2 separate regions of the Anas platyrhynchos genome follow, and region 2 is linked to region 1. The links are chromatin contacts, called in public Hi-C maps. All regions are on one chromosome and are shown on one strand. The core of a region is the stretch at or near the end of the contact, and the rest is flanking DNA. Distances in the headings are between cores, read along the strand shown.

Evidence for each region. A called contact is a pair of places that touch in the nucleus more often than the background predicts.
Region 2: a Hi-C map of liver shows a contact between it and region 1, with 1.7 times the contacts expected there. The contact joins the enhancer-like site here to the promoter of LOC101795347 in region 1. A contact is called at or near these places in 2 of 8 Hi-C or Micro-C datasets (liver and skeletal muscle).

Annotation. Positions count from the first base shown.
Region 1 is chr6:21,789,020-21,791,980 of IASCAAS_PekinDuck_T2T, forward strand. LOC101795347 (beta-microseminoprotein) reads left to right here and starts at 1,274. Exons shown (of 4, transcript XM_005022212.6): 1 at 1,274-1,429. The coding sequence starts at 1,427.
Region 2 is chr6:21,864,533-21,867,565 of IASCAAS_PekinDuck_T2T, forward strand. No RefSeq gene overlaps it. Among named protein-coding and RNA genes, the nearest start is that of NPY4R2, 56 kb to the left of the region's middle. Within about 2 kb of position 1,584, at least 2 of the 8 cell types and tissues checked have an H3K27ac peak or open chromatin away from gene starts, as enhancers often do.

The DNA.
Region 1 (2,961 bases), core at 24-2,523:
GACACTGTGAAATTGGTTTCATATATGTTTGTGACACATCTAAAGTGGATATTTGTACTCTGCTGATGCCAGGAAAGAAATTTCCAGTACCTATGCTCATGGACTAACATGTTCTGTTGATTTATTAATGATTAGAGCTCAAGGGCATTAACCATGTGGCTGTGGTACTAGTCATTTCAGGACAGTGCATACATCGATGTTGCCAAATCCAGCTTATTAATTATAAGCTGATTCTGGGCAGTTTTATCAAACCTAAGAATACCTGAAAACTCTGTAGGTCTTTTCTCCCATCCTGAAGAAAGATCTTGTAACTAAAGAAACACACACACTGGAAGAAAAAAAGGGGGGAGGTGGAGCGGGGAAGTTACAAAAACACTGTCTTCTCATGCTGCAATGAGAATTTACCCAGCCTACCAAGTTGAAAGCCAGCGAAGGCTGCCCCTATGAGTTGTCACACTGTGACATGCATTGCAATAATGCTGGCTTTCTCAAATGGACATCCTGAGTGAGCTCTCAACTCTGGAGTTTGGGTAGAAGTGGAGTAGTCACCCCAGCATGGAGTTAACCTCAACTGTCAAATCCACACAATGAGGCAAAAGAGTTAGGCAGCCAGAATAGCTGAAGTATTGCTAATTGTGTAGCCCTGTTAACAAGAAGCCTTCCCATTCCTATCAGAGCTACACAATCTGCAATACCTGAATGAACTAAACCAAAACTAAGCAAAAGAGATCTGTTCTTGACACCTTCGCTATCAAATTACTGATAGTGAAAAACTAAGAGTGTCTGTCCTGACACTGCCTACCGCACACACAGAGGGCCTCAGCACTTGGGTCTTCTAAATGATGGAAAAGTAAATACTGAAGAAAATGGTCATCTAGCACCCTTTTTTAAGGGCTCATAGATGCCAGCTACTCTTCACAGAAACCCATCTTTCCACATAATCCTTTCAACCACCACTCCTTTTCCACAAGAGCCTTCCTGCATCTGATGAACAAGAAAGATGAAAAATTGCTCAAAATTTGTCTCTTAAAATCTAGATGGTTCAAATTAAGCATGAAAATATTGGTGTGAGCAACAGCCACAACCACACAGTCCCTAATGGGTTTTTCAGTGCATTAAATATTCCTCTCAGGCTTGAAATTCCTTCTGAAGTACCTCCCATAGCTCCCTTCTAAATGTGGAGTGGAACAAAAGCCACACCTATTTCATCAGTGCCTTTCAGAACCAAACCTTCCTGAGTATAATTGGCTTATTTTAATAATCTCCACTGCATGAGGTCATTTTGCAGAAACCTTATTGGAGTTATTCATGTATGTTCAGTTTGCTCAAGAACTGGTATCAGATGTTTCCTCTCTATATAAGTTCTTGGACAAGATGAACTTCCTTCAGGCTGGTTCCTTACTGGAAACCTCATAATTCTACGAGAATGGTGAGTCCCTACATCTTACATCGTAAATGACAATGATATGTTGCCACAGATTTTAGAAGAGGTTCTGCTGGGTTTTTCTGAGTATTCAGAATTCTAAATGACTCAGAGAAAGTAGAAACTGTGTTTTAAGAACAAAAGTCAGACAGATAAGGACAGGCAGGTAAGAACCCCGGGTAAAAGATTCCAGGATTTACAAGGAGGGTGTCATCTAACAGGACTCCAGTTGAAAGTTTTTAATATAACCTTCTGTTTTCAATTCCAGTAATGTTTAGATGTAATCACTTTTCTGGCAGAAAGCAACTGTTTTGCCTCAACCTAGCGCTGGCCTTCATTTTCATGAAAAGTTTGGGTAACATACAAGTGTTTAGTTAAACTCAAAAAATGTTATCTTGATTTTTAGTCATTTTTCAGCTCAAATATAGCAGAGTTCTCCCCACAAAAAATAACTCATCTCTGTAAGTACTAGAATCTTCTTTTCTTCTTTCAAGAAATAAAAATATTTGAGTGAGATATGTTTAAAATCTTGATCCAACACCTACTGCTTAGTATGACTGCTCCCAGCTCTATAGTGTACTCATAGGCTTAGCAGACTGATACCTAGTACCTGATAACTAATACCATTCTAGCAGGGTTCTGCAAATCTGTACCAAAATACTGCTTTCTGGGGCCAGACCATAAACAACATCTACATCAGCAGCTTTCAGCTTATTTTTCTTTGAAATTGTTTCCTGTTTCAAGACTACCTGATCCCTTCTATGACAGAGTTTGGTCTACAGGGAAAGCTAGAAATGAGTACAGGTTGTGAACACAGAGGACATGTTAATATTTTGTACTTGACTTGCTTATGGTGACCAGATGCTCATACCTATGTGTCACTGCAAATGTTATGGAAACAATGATCACAAGGTTTGCATGATTTAAATAACTATTGTCTTTGTAGATTTCCTGTTCTCCAAAGAAGTCCCTTGTTTTCAGTGCTCAGATTGGTTTATTTTCTTTAACTTGTCCCTCCACCTCCACCAAACAAGCTGGTGATTTTTAACCTCACCTTTGCAAAATTGAATGCTTGTTTATCCCTCCTTCCATATCTAAGGTAAAACTTTTTTCTAAGAAGTCATCAGTTCTACTCTCTGACAGAGAGAGAGAAACATTGTTTACTTGTCTGTCTTTTCTCTTACCAAGATTTTAAACTCATCACAGATAATTCCATCCCAGAGTTCTTGCACTTATTTCTCTCATGCCCTCACTGAAAGCCATTCAAACATTTCAACCTAACATTGAAGGATGATGGACTAACTGCGGAATTTAAGCTAAACTTTGTCAACAGCTTTTTCTGAAAGTTTATAGAATATAGAATTATCTAGGTTGGAAGGGACACCTGAAGGTCATTTAGTCTAAACTCCTGCTTAAAACAGGGCCAAATCATGAAGGTTTAACTTTGAGTAAAGTTCTTTAGCTCATTCCTTCAATATTAGGTTGAAACATCCAATCAGTTCTTCAGACTCCAGTGAAGAAGATTTTTTTTTTTTTTT
Region 2 (3,033 bases), core at 334-2,833, 76 kb after region 1:
GAGAGATCAAGAAATCAAAATAAGTTCGTTCTCCCAAGAGTTAGGCTCACAGTGCCACAGCATCTCAGTTGTGGGATGGTGGGATGTATCATCTGTGCCTCAACAGACTACATTGTGCCCCAAACTGTGAGTTATTTTCAGCACTAATTTTTGTCACAAAAGTGATAAATGAGGGCTGGATGTTTCAGACATTGAATCAGCAGCAGCTCATGAACCAGCTCAGTTAGATGCAAGAACAGAAGTACACTGATGGTCAGGGTTCTTCTGCCTGGAGGATTTTAGTCAGCACACATTTCAGGGCTGATTTGTGTCTCTTTGACAGGGATAGAGCAAGCAGGTCACAGCTCACCAGTGAATATGGCTATATAAAAAGTGCACTGCAGAAAGCACAGTGCCGCTGTATTACCAGCTTGGCTCTGCATGGAAGCTGCAAAGTGCAGAAGTATGGCTGAGAAAGGAGCAGCACTGAGGAAGGCAAAGGGAAGAGCCGGGAAAGACGATCTGCCCATGGCAAGGACTTGGGAAGGAGGTGAGGAGGTACCAGTAGTGGCAGAGGTCTGTAAGTGCTGGGGGGAGGAAAGATGGCAGCACCAAGGTTAACCCCAAGTTTTCTTCAGCCTACAGTGGAAACAGCACTGAGCAGTGGCAATACCAGGCTGCAGTTACCTAGCTGCAGTCCAGCTATTGAACACCCCAGAAATGCTGAACAGTTCCAGGTCCAAGAACTGCACCTCAGTGGAACTCTTAGCCATGAGACCTTTTCTGTTGCAGAGATCTACTTTGGTGCAAGATAAATAACAGTAGATGCTGTTAGCTGATAGGCTTAGACAGTAATCTTCTTCTATGCTGGGTACTAGGGAAAGCACCACATTGCTGCCAAAGCTGTGTGGTGTCTTGAGGATTGCTTTTGTTGGGTCAGCCATGTCTTGTTCTGGTCATAGCCTTTGTGAATCTCAGCAGACTCTTAGGCAATTCCTATGCAAGCAACAGAAGTCCGGCATTGCATCACAAATTGATGGTAACCAGGAAACAAACGAAAACTCTTATCCCAGGAGACTTTTACAACTCTCATTTCCAGTTTATGTTGCTGTCAAAAGGCAGCTCTCTCATGCTGTGTGTGTGACCTGACCTACCACAGGGAGCACATGCTTCCAGCAGCAGGCTGCTCCTGCTTGGTGCCCATGCAAACCCCATCCCAGCGTGTGGTGTTGGCCTCACGCTTGTGGCGGCTGGGGACAGCTCAAGGGCAATGCTGGTGGTGGGTGGTGAGGGTAAGGAGGGCCAGCAGCTGGCAGGACTGTGGCCACGAGTTTTACAGCCAGGGTGACAGCAGTGTGGCCACGGGTTTTACAGCCAGGGAGTTGCTGCTCCTTGGCAGGTCAGGCACAGAGAGCACCGTCACCTTGTGGGCGGTACAGGAGCTGGAACTGCAGGTTTAACCAGGGGTTCCAGAGCAAAACCAGCTTAAAACACATTATTATTACTATTATTATTTTTCTTTAAAAGCCACGCTGACTTCCTGCACTGCTCTGGGAGCTCCCAGCAGGCTGCTCCACCGCGGGCCATCGGCTGTCCAGCCCTGCCCTCCAGCGGCAGCCTGGCCGGGGCCAACCGCAGGCGGGTGAGAAGGAGCAGGGGGACCGGTCCCTCAGGGCAGGAGGAGGCCCTGCGGGAAGAGCTGGGCTCTGTCCTTCCAGCAAGGGAAAATGAAGCACAAAATGGAGGGCAGAGAAACAGCCAAAGCCTACTTCTCCTGTGGTAGCATTACAGGAAAGCAGGAAAGACTTGATGCTGGCTTTGCCACCCCACAAGAATGACACTGCAGAGCTGGTGAACCCAGGGGTGCTCAGTCAGCTCCTCAGAGCCACCCTTGGCACCAGCAGGCTGCAGATCAGGCTGTTGGGGAGCAGACAACCCCCACACGTACACAGCTCAGGAAAAAGAGAAGGACGGGATTCCTGGATGATGTAGGAAACCTGCCCTCCAGATATACCTTTCAGGAGACCCTGCCAGAGGCACTGAGGCCACCCATGAAACATCCCGCCTGTTCTTCCTGTGGTGATGCTGGGTCCAGATGGGTTAGACGAGGACCTGTTCCTTTGCTCCTGTGCTAGGGAGGAAAATGAGCTATTTGCTATTTTGACCTGTGGGTCACTTCAGCAATGCAAAAACCATTAAAGTTGGCAAAAACAGACAGAAGGCTGGGAAGCTCCAGAGCCTGCAGGGAACTGTCTGTTCTCCCCACTCACTTGTTCCCTAGAAGAGGATGAGTCCTGCAAGACACCTGCTAGCTCAGGTGGAGATGGACCTGACTCTCTGTGACTGTCCTGCTGGATGTCTGTCATTCACAATGTCTCAGACATGGGCTGTAAGCATTTCTGGAGAGGGAGGCTCCAAGTGACCCACAATAGACCCAAGTCTACTGTCATGATGGCAATGGCTTTCAAGGTTTATTAACCATCTTGTGAAAGCATCTTTCTGCTGAGGACATTGCAGCATTTCCCAGCTGGCAGCAGGCCCAACAGGTGGAGCAGAAATTCAGTGAAGAATAGAAAAGACCTCTAAAGCTGACCATCACTAACTCCTACCTCTGGTCAGGTTCACTTTTGCATAAGGAATTTCTCGTATACAAGGAAACAGAGGCACAAAGCAGTCACACTTGTGTTTTTGAGGAGGTTGAGCTGCCACAGATGCTTACCACATTTTCCCATTGGTTTTGGTTAGCCAAATATTTGATGACGTAGAGGAATCTTAAGACTCATGTTTTCAGCTCAAAGCATCTTCCTACATACTGAAATAATGGAGCATAGAAAACACTTTAGTGCACTTAATATTTTACCTGAAAGATGCATGAGCCATGATCTCTAAAGAAAGGTTAGCTTTATTTAGTAGCCTGTCAAATGCATGTGTGTTTACTACAAGTGAATGTCTTGAATGCTGTGTTCGTCTGTGCCCTCTGTGAAGACTCAGTCTATAAATCCAAACCCCTTTGCCCTCAGAGGGAAAAGTGTACACCTCCAGTGCTGTGTGCTC